Regions from separate parts of the Mus musculus genome. Here region 1 is linked to region 2. The links are chromatin contacts, called in public HiChIP or PLAC-seq maps. All regions are on one chromosome and are shown on one strand. The core of a region is the stretch at or near the end of the contact, and the rest is flanking DNA. Distances in the headings are between cores, read along the strand shown. Region 1 overlaps Abcb7 (ATP-binding cassette, sub-family B (MDR/TAP), member 7). Region 2 has its middle 59 kb from the start of Nexmif.

Region 1 (3,555 bases), core at 799-3,298, 140 kb after region 2:
GGGAATAATGTCACATGCCTTTAACTGAAGCACTTGGGAGGCAAAGGGAAATAGGCCTCTGAGAGTTTGAGGCCAGCCTGGTCTATATTATGAGTTCCAGGACAGCCATGGGTATATAGAGGTCCTTCCTCAAAAAGAAAAAAAAAAAAGAAAGAAAAGAAAAAAAAAGAAAAAAGGAATCTTAGTTACTTTTCTTTTCTTTTTTCTTAGTTACTTTTCTATTGCTGTGATAAAACCCTAATCACGGCAATACATTCTTTTAAAAGCATTTAATCAGGCTTACGATTTCAGAGGGTTTGAGTTCATGATAGCAAAGCAAAGGCTCACAGTGGCAGGAACAGCAGTGAGTTCACGCCACAAAATGCAAACAGGAAGCAAAGAACATATGTAATGGCAGGCCTTTTGAAATCTCTTTGCCTGATGATGGATGATGTGACAAACCTCTTCTAACAAGGCCACAGCTCCTAATCCTTCTCAAACAGCTCTGCGAACTGAGGACCAAGTATTTAAGAGTATGAGCCTATGAGGGCCACTTTCATTCAAACCACCGCAGGATCTAAAACATTTTCCACATGAAACACACAAAGTAAGCATACTAAAATAAAAGGTGGCCTAAGCCTCACTTGAGACTATCTCCTATAAACTAAAGAGAAAAAAACAAGACTGTTTTGTTGAATACAGTAAGGGTATGAGATTATCGATAAAGTATGGCTATAATTCCAGCAGTAGGGAGGTCAAGACAAAAACAATCACTCTAAGTCTGAAACTAGACTGGTGTATATATGAGAAGTTCTAGGCTAGCCAGATATATTACAAGAGGCTGTTTCAAATAAGATCAAAAAGAATATTCTACAATTGAAATGAACATACTTACTGAAGTAGTCCACCCCCAGCAAAACTGGTAAAAAAAATCATAAAAGAGCCATTTAGCATATGAAATAAGATTTACATTAGAAAGTCTCCAAGGGCTCAAAAAGAGTAGTAAAATCACTTAAGAGATGACACAGAACCCATTTCGTTTCCCTCCCAGGTCACATTCTAGAAAGTCATCTTGAGATTAGCACAGAGTCACACCTGAAGGTTCTAGTCCAATTGCTACCTTTCTGAGAACGGCAGAGCATCGGCAGTGCTCCCCTTCGACCCCAGTGACAGCATTTTGAAGCTAAGCTCTGATCTACTGTGCTCAAGAGCTAAATAAAACTCTCTCTACCTTGGGTGTGCCACTATTGAGAAGGACGATCAACTACCTTGGTCCTGGCTTATAGCACATTGGTGCTATGTGAGGTAAGCCACTGCTTCCACTTCTTCACCCCAGCACTCAACTCCCAAACTGGTGAGGCTATCACTCCCAAGTGAACCACTGCCCCCTCCAGCTCCAGGCTGTTTGTAAGAGATTTTGCTAGGAGTAAGAATTGACTGCAGGGGATGGGGAGATGGCTCAGAGGTTAAGATCACATACTGCCATAATGTTCTTCCAGGGGACCCAAATTCAAATTCCCAGTACCCACTTCAGGGAGCACACAAGTTCCTGTGACCCCAGCTCAAGAGGAATGACTCCTTTCTCTGGTCTCTGCAGGCACACACATATCTACACATACACATATCTACACACACACAATGCATATACATGTGCATATACACATGCAGAGTTAATATAGCACAAACAAAATTTTAAAAATAATTGATGACGTTTGCCACTAGATATAAAAGACATTTGAGACTAAAAGTTTTTCTTAAACGCAAAGACAATTAATTGGGAAGGGACTGGTAGAATTATAGCTCAGAAACTAAACCAGGAAAGCTGGTGTGCCTGAGAAAACCCAAAATCTGAGGATTCAGACAACCAGACAAGGCCTGCTTGGAGTCAGAAAAAAAAATGTCTCAAACCTACCTTAGCAACCATCTCTTCAAAAGAACAGTTTTGAGTAAGTGCAACAATTTATGCCCCAGGGCATGTTGAAAACAATCTGCCAGCAACTACTGTAGGTAACAGGGCAAGACACAAAGAGATCCCTGCCCAAACCATTATCATCCCAGGCTGACTGCAGGCATACAATAAAGAGACTGTGCCTCCTGAGAAGCAAAGTACGAGGGTTACTACTTACAGCAGTCATAAGGCAGAAAGCACTAAAATAACCCACTAGTTTCTAAACAAATAAGTGAATAATGGGCTCTAGGAGGGAGCAGACCAGTACACAGATTTGCTGTAAATATTATCTAAAATGTCTGGCTTCAAAAACAAAAATAAGCATGGCACTAGTCAAGAACTAGTAAAATATGACCTGGGGGGAAAAAGTCAAAAGGAAATGCCTATGGGTGTAAAGAAACATTATAAGATTAGAGAGAAAGGGCCTTCAAAATAGTAGTTATAGATATGCTCAAAGACTAAAGTGAATTATTTTGAAAAAGTAAAGAAAGATGCCATGACAATATCTTGTCAAAGAATATCAATAAACTAATTTTTGTTTGTATTGTTTTGCTTGTTTGGTTTTTAGTTTGGGGTTTTTGGGGGGTTTTTTGGTGTTTGTTGTTTTTTTTTAGTTTTTTTTTTGTTTTGTTTTGTTTTGTTTTTTGAGATAGGGTTTCTCTGTGTAGCCCTGGCTGTCCTGGAACTCACTTTATAGACCAGGCTGGCCTCAGAAATCCGCCTGCCTTTGCCTCACAAGTGCTGGAATTAAAGGCGTGTGCCACCACGCCCGGCTGGTTTTTGTTTTTTTAACACAGGGTTTCTCTTTTTTGTTTTTTTAACACAGGGTTTCTCTGTGTAGCCCTAGCTATCCTGGAAAATCATCTGTAAATCAGACTGGCCTCAAACTCAGAGATCCGTTCCCTCTGCCTCCCAACAGCTAGGATTAAAGGTGTGCACCATGAAGCCCAGCTAATATACTATTTTTAAAAGGAGCAGAAATACTGGAGTACAAAGTGTTCTACCTTTAGAATTCATTAGATGAGCTAAACAGTATATTTGAAATGGCAAAAGACTTAGTGATTGTAAAGACAGATCAAATTATACAAAGTGAGTAACAGAAAACAAGAGTGGTGAAAAACGAACGGAACCCCAGAAAATATAAGAATTTTAAGCATGCCATATACCAGATGCAGAGTAGAAAAGTGGAAGAAAAAAGATTGATGAAAAAATGGCTGAAAACTTTCCAAGTTCATTAACAACCAAAGCAACATACACACCCAAGATGTTTAACGAGTAGAAAAAAAAACAAAAAACAAAACACAAAAACACCCTCAGACACCTATACTAAAAGCCAAAATCAAGGTGAAAACTCTTCAAGAAAACAACTTCTTCCTAACAAATGAATCCTCAAATTAAGAGCAGATTTCTTGGCAGGGTAAAAAAGGAAGCCAGAGCATAATCAGTTACCACATACAAATATTCTTAAAGGGTGGAAAAAGCTATCAAGCAAAGAGACCACTCAAAACCTGCAGTGAAGCCGAGCATGGTGGGACACGCCTTTGTTCCCAGCACTTGGGAAGCAGAAGCAGGGAGATCTCTATGAGTTTGAGGCCAGCCTGGTCTACAGAGTGAGTTCCAGCACAACC
Region 2 (3,470 bases), core at 570-3,069:
TAATCCCAGCACTTGGGAGGCAGAGGCAGGCGGATTTCTGAGTTCGAGGCCAGCCTGGTCTACAGAGTGAGTTCCAGGACAGCCAGGGCTATACAAAGAAACCCTGTCTCAAAAAAACAAAAACAAACAAACAAACAAAAAATATGAGGTTTATGTAGCTTCCAGTTTGGGAGGTTCTAGGGCATACTTACTGCATCGTCTCAATAATGAGGAGGAGGCTTATGTGTGACACATTATGGCGGATGGTAGTGCTGGCAACCTTTGTTGGAGTAAGCATATTTTAGGAAGCAAGGGCTAGGCTTGCTCCATTTATTTATATAACAGCTCTCTCCTAAGGACTGCCAGTGGATTCTGAGAGAACTTACATTCCTCATTTCCTTGGTGAACCAGGCTAAAGTTCTATCTCTTCTATTTGCCTTTGCTAGCTAAAAGGGGAAGTAGGGGAATTGAAGGTACTTGAAGGTGTATTTTGTAAATAAAGTCTTACTGGAATCCAGTAACTTTGATTCACATCTGTACTGTTTAAATATCTGCATTTGCACTACAAAGGCAAAGTCAAGTAATTGTGAAACAGACTAGCTAGCTGTTCAGTAAAGTTTCAATATGATCTGTTCCTGTCTACAAAAGTTTTTTTTTCTTTTTTTTTATTACGTATTTTCTTCAATTACATTTCCAATGCTATCCCAAAAGTCCCCCCCTCCCCCCCTCCCCCCCCTCCCCTACCCACCCATTCCCATTTTTTGGCCCTGGCATTCCCCTGTACTGGGGCATATAAAGTTTGCCTGACCAATGGGCCTCTCTTTCCAGTGATGGCCGACTAGGTCATCTTTTGATACATATGCAGCTAGAGTCAAGAGCTCCGGGGTACTGGTTAGTTCATAATGTTGTTCCAACTATAGGGTTGCAGATCCCTTTAGCTCCTTGGATACTTTCTTTAGCTCCTCCATTGGGGGCCCTGTGATCCATCCAATAGTTGACTGTGAGCATCCACTTCTGTGTTTGCTAGGTCCCGGCCTAGTCTCACAAGGGACAGCTATATCACCGTCCTTGCAACAAAGGCTTGCTAGTGTATGCAATGTAGAAAAAGTTTTTTGAACTAAGCTCTTAGATTTCTTTCTACTGTAATATTCTATACAACTATGAAAATATTAGTTACATACTTTATAATTGCATTCTGTGCATAAAATTTCAGTTTCTAGTTTATGCAATAGCTCTCCTTTATGAGTAACTTGTCTTTGTTCTTCATTTTTCATGACTACAGTCAAAGAGGCTACCATCTCTGGAGATTTCATTTTCAAGACAGGGTTTCTCTGGGTAACCCTGGCTGTCCTGGAACTCACTCTGTAGACCAGGCTGGCCTTGGACTCAGAAATCCACCTGCCTCTGCCTCCAGAGTGCTGGGATTAAAAGCGTGCGCCACCACTACGGTTCTGGAGATTTTCTATTGCTTCTTTTATAGAGATGATAACAATAATTATACTATTCCCCTCTTCCATTTTCTCCATCCAAACCCTTCCATATAGCCCATACTATCTTACACTGATTTTGTTTTTGCTTGTTGTTTTGAGACAGGGTCTTGCTATGTGACTCAGGCTAGTTACAAACTATGTATTCAAACTGGCCTTGAATTCACAATCCTCTTGTGATACCTTCCAAAGCTCTGTGAAGACAAGCGTGTGATATTATACTCGGATCCTATGTAGCCCAGGATATCTTCACACTAGCTGTTATTCTGTCTCACCTTCCTGAAACCTAGGATCTCAGGCACAAAGGAGTGTGAAGATCTTAGCATGGATGACTATTCAGCCAAAGTATAGCCATCTGGTAGTCTATTTCAACCAGCTGGGACTACGCCTAACTGTTTAGGAACCTGGGTGTGGCCCTACTTGTCCAGAACACGAGGTTTTTGTTTTATCATTATTATTATTTTTTTTTTCGAGACAGGGTTTCTCTGTGTAGCCCTGGCTGTCTTGGAACTCACTCTGTAGACCAGGCTGGCCTCAAACTCAGAAATTCACCTGCCTCTGCCTCCCAAGTGTTGGGATCAAAGGCGTGAGCCACCACGCCCGGACAGAACTTGAGTTTTTAAGGGCAGAGACCATCCAAGCATCTTCAGGGGGAAGCTTTGCAAAACAAGCAGTTTGAAACAAACAGGCTAAGTAAGATAAGTAGTTAGCCAGCGGGAAGGGGTTTCCACACAAACAAGCAGCTAAGATGAACTGTTAGCTGTAGGGGGTTCCGCACAAACAAGCAGTTTTAACAAAGGCTAAGATAAGTTAGCTAGGACATCCTGACCTTTGTTTCCTAGAATACTTTTGGGTAATTTTCCATGAGATTCTCCATCAAGGAGATCAAAGTCTAGTTAAACCTAGAAATGATCTCAGCAAGACAACAAAATGGAGGAAGCCTTGTCAATAGCACCACCATACTCATTCATATGGTGATTTTAAGCATTGTAAATGAACCTTATAATGGAGCATTTAGAGACTATTATGATTAAAATAAGAAGAAAAACCTATTTTGGGACGTCTTATTAGGGGATTTCTTATTTCAATGGCATGACTTTTAAAAAGAAATCCTTACAATATATTACAGTATCAGTATATGTACAAAACACGTTTCGTATAATGAACAACATACAGCATGGTCCATTGCCAGTAAGCCATCATATGTGTTAGCCATAATCTCTCCATTCTCTCAAAACACACTCTAACCCAAACCCCAGTCAGAGGCAAGCACTAAGCTCTCTTCCAACTCCATAGATCTGTATATCATAGAATTTCAGAAGAATACAGCATGTGGGCTTTTGTGCCTGGTTTCTCCTTCCTTCTTTCCTTCTTTCCTTTTGTTTTCCAGAAGCAACATTTCAGCAAGAGTACACAGTGGACTACTGCTGAGAGTGTGAGAGCTTTGAGCAGCTGGGAGTGGGGGATAAGGAAGTTTTTCCATTCCGAGAGGATGGGAATAGTCACTGTGATGAGCCAGGAGTTTACCAGACTTTACATTCTTTATGAACTATACAAGATGAGTTTGTATATGAGTCAATTTTTAAAAAAAAGTATTTGTAAAAACTTGCACTTACATTAGAAAAGATCACAGAACTGTCATCTATGTACTACAGTTGCTAGACCAAAGTATTGAGGAACAAAATTACACATTTCTAATTTTTTTTCAAAACAATCGATATCTTTAAAGTGCACTTATGTTATTGCTTTCCATTAGCAAAGTCCATAAAGAAACCTAGCAGCCTAACCTTCCCTCTGCCCCAGAGACCTTGAGCCACAAGTGGCCCTGCCAGATGATAGTGGCCATGGTTTGAGCTTGACAGAGCTGGAGAACAGAATGCTGAAACACAACAAAAGAGGAAAATGTCTTTGATTTCAACTGTGGCATTAACTAAAAGAATCCCAAAAGGATCGAAGCATGCAGCTCTGCCAGCTAGGCTGGGCAAAACAGGGGACACGGGTGAC

The links. HiChIP or PLAC-seq counts read pairs in DNA pulled down with a chosen protein or histone mark.
Region 1: a contact with region 2 is called in an H3K27ac HiChIP or PLAC-seq map of embryonic stem cells, with 5 read pairs. The contact joins two enhancer-like sites. A contact is called at or near these places in 4 of 39 promoter capture datasets (embryonic stem cells, liver and stem cell-derived epiblast-like cells), 1 of 115 datasets of contacts at active chromatin or transcription factors (embryonic stem cells) and 1 of 9 other capture datasets (adipose tissue).

The regions. Positions count from the first base shown.
Region 1 is chrX:104,402,698-104,406,252 of GRCm38.p6, forward strand. All of the region lies in intron 1 of Abcb7 (ATP-binding cassette, sub-family B (MDR/TAP), member 7), which reads right to left. Among named protein-coding and RNA genes, the nearest start is that of Abcb7, 9.4 kb to the right of the region's middle. Within about 2 kb of position 2,049, at least 4 of the 459 cell types and tissues checked have an H3K27ac peak or open chromatin away from gene starts, as enhancers often do. A contact at or near this core is called in embryonic stem cells, where this site is marked.
Region 2 is chrX:104,258,607-104,262,076 of GRCm38.p6, forward strand. No RefSeq gene overlaps it. Among named protein-coding and RNA genes, the nearest start is that of Nexmif, 59 kb to the left of the region's middle. Within about 2 kb of position 1,820, at least 5 of the 459 cell types and tissues checked have an H3K27ac peak or open chromatin away from gene starts, as enhancers often do. A contact at or near this core is called in embryonic stem cells, where this site is marked.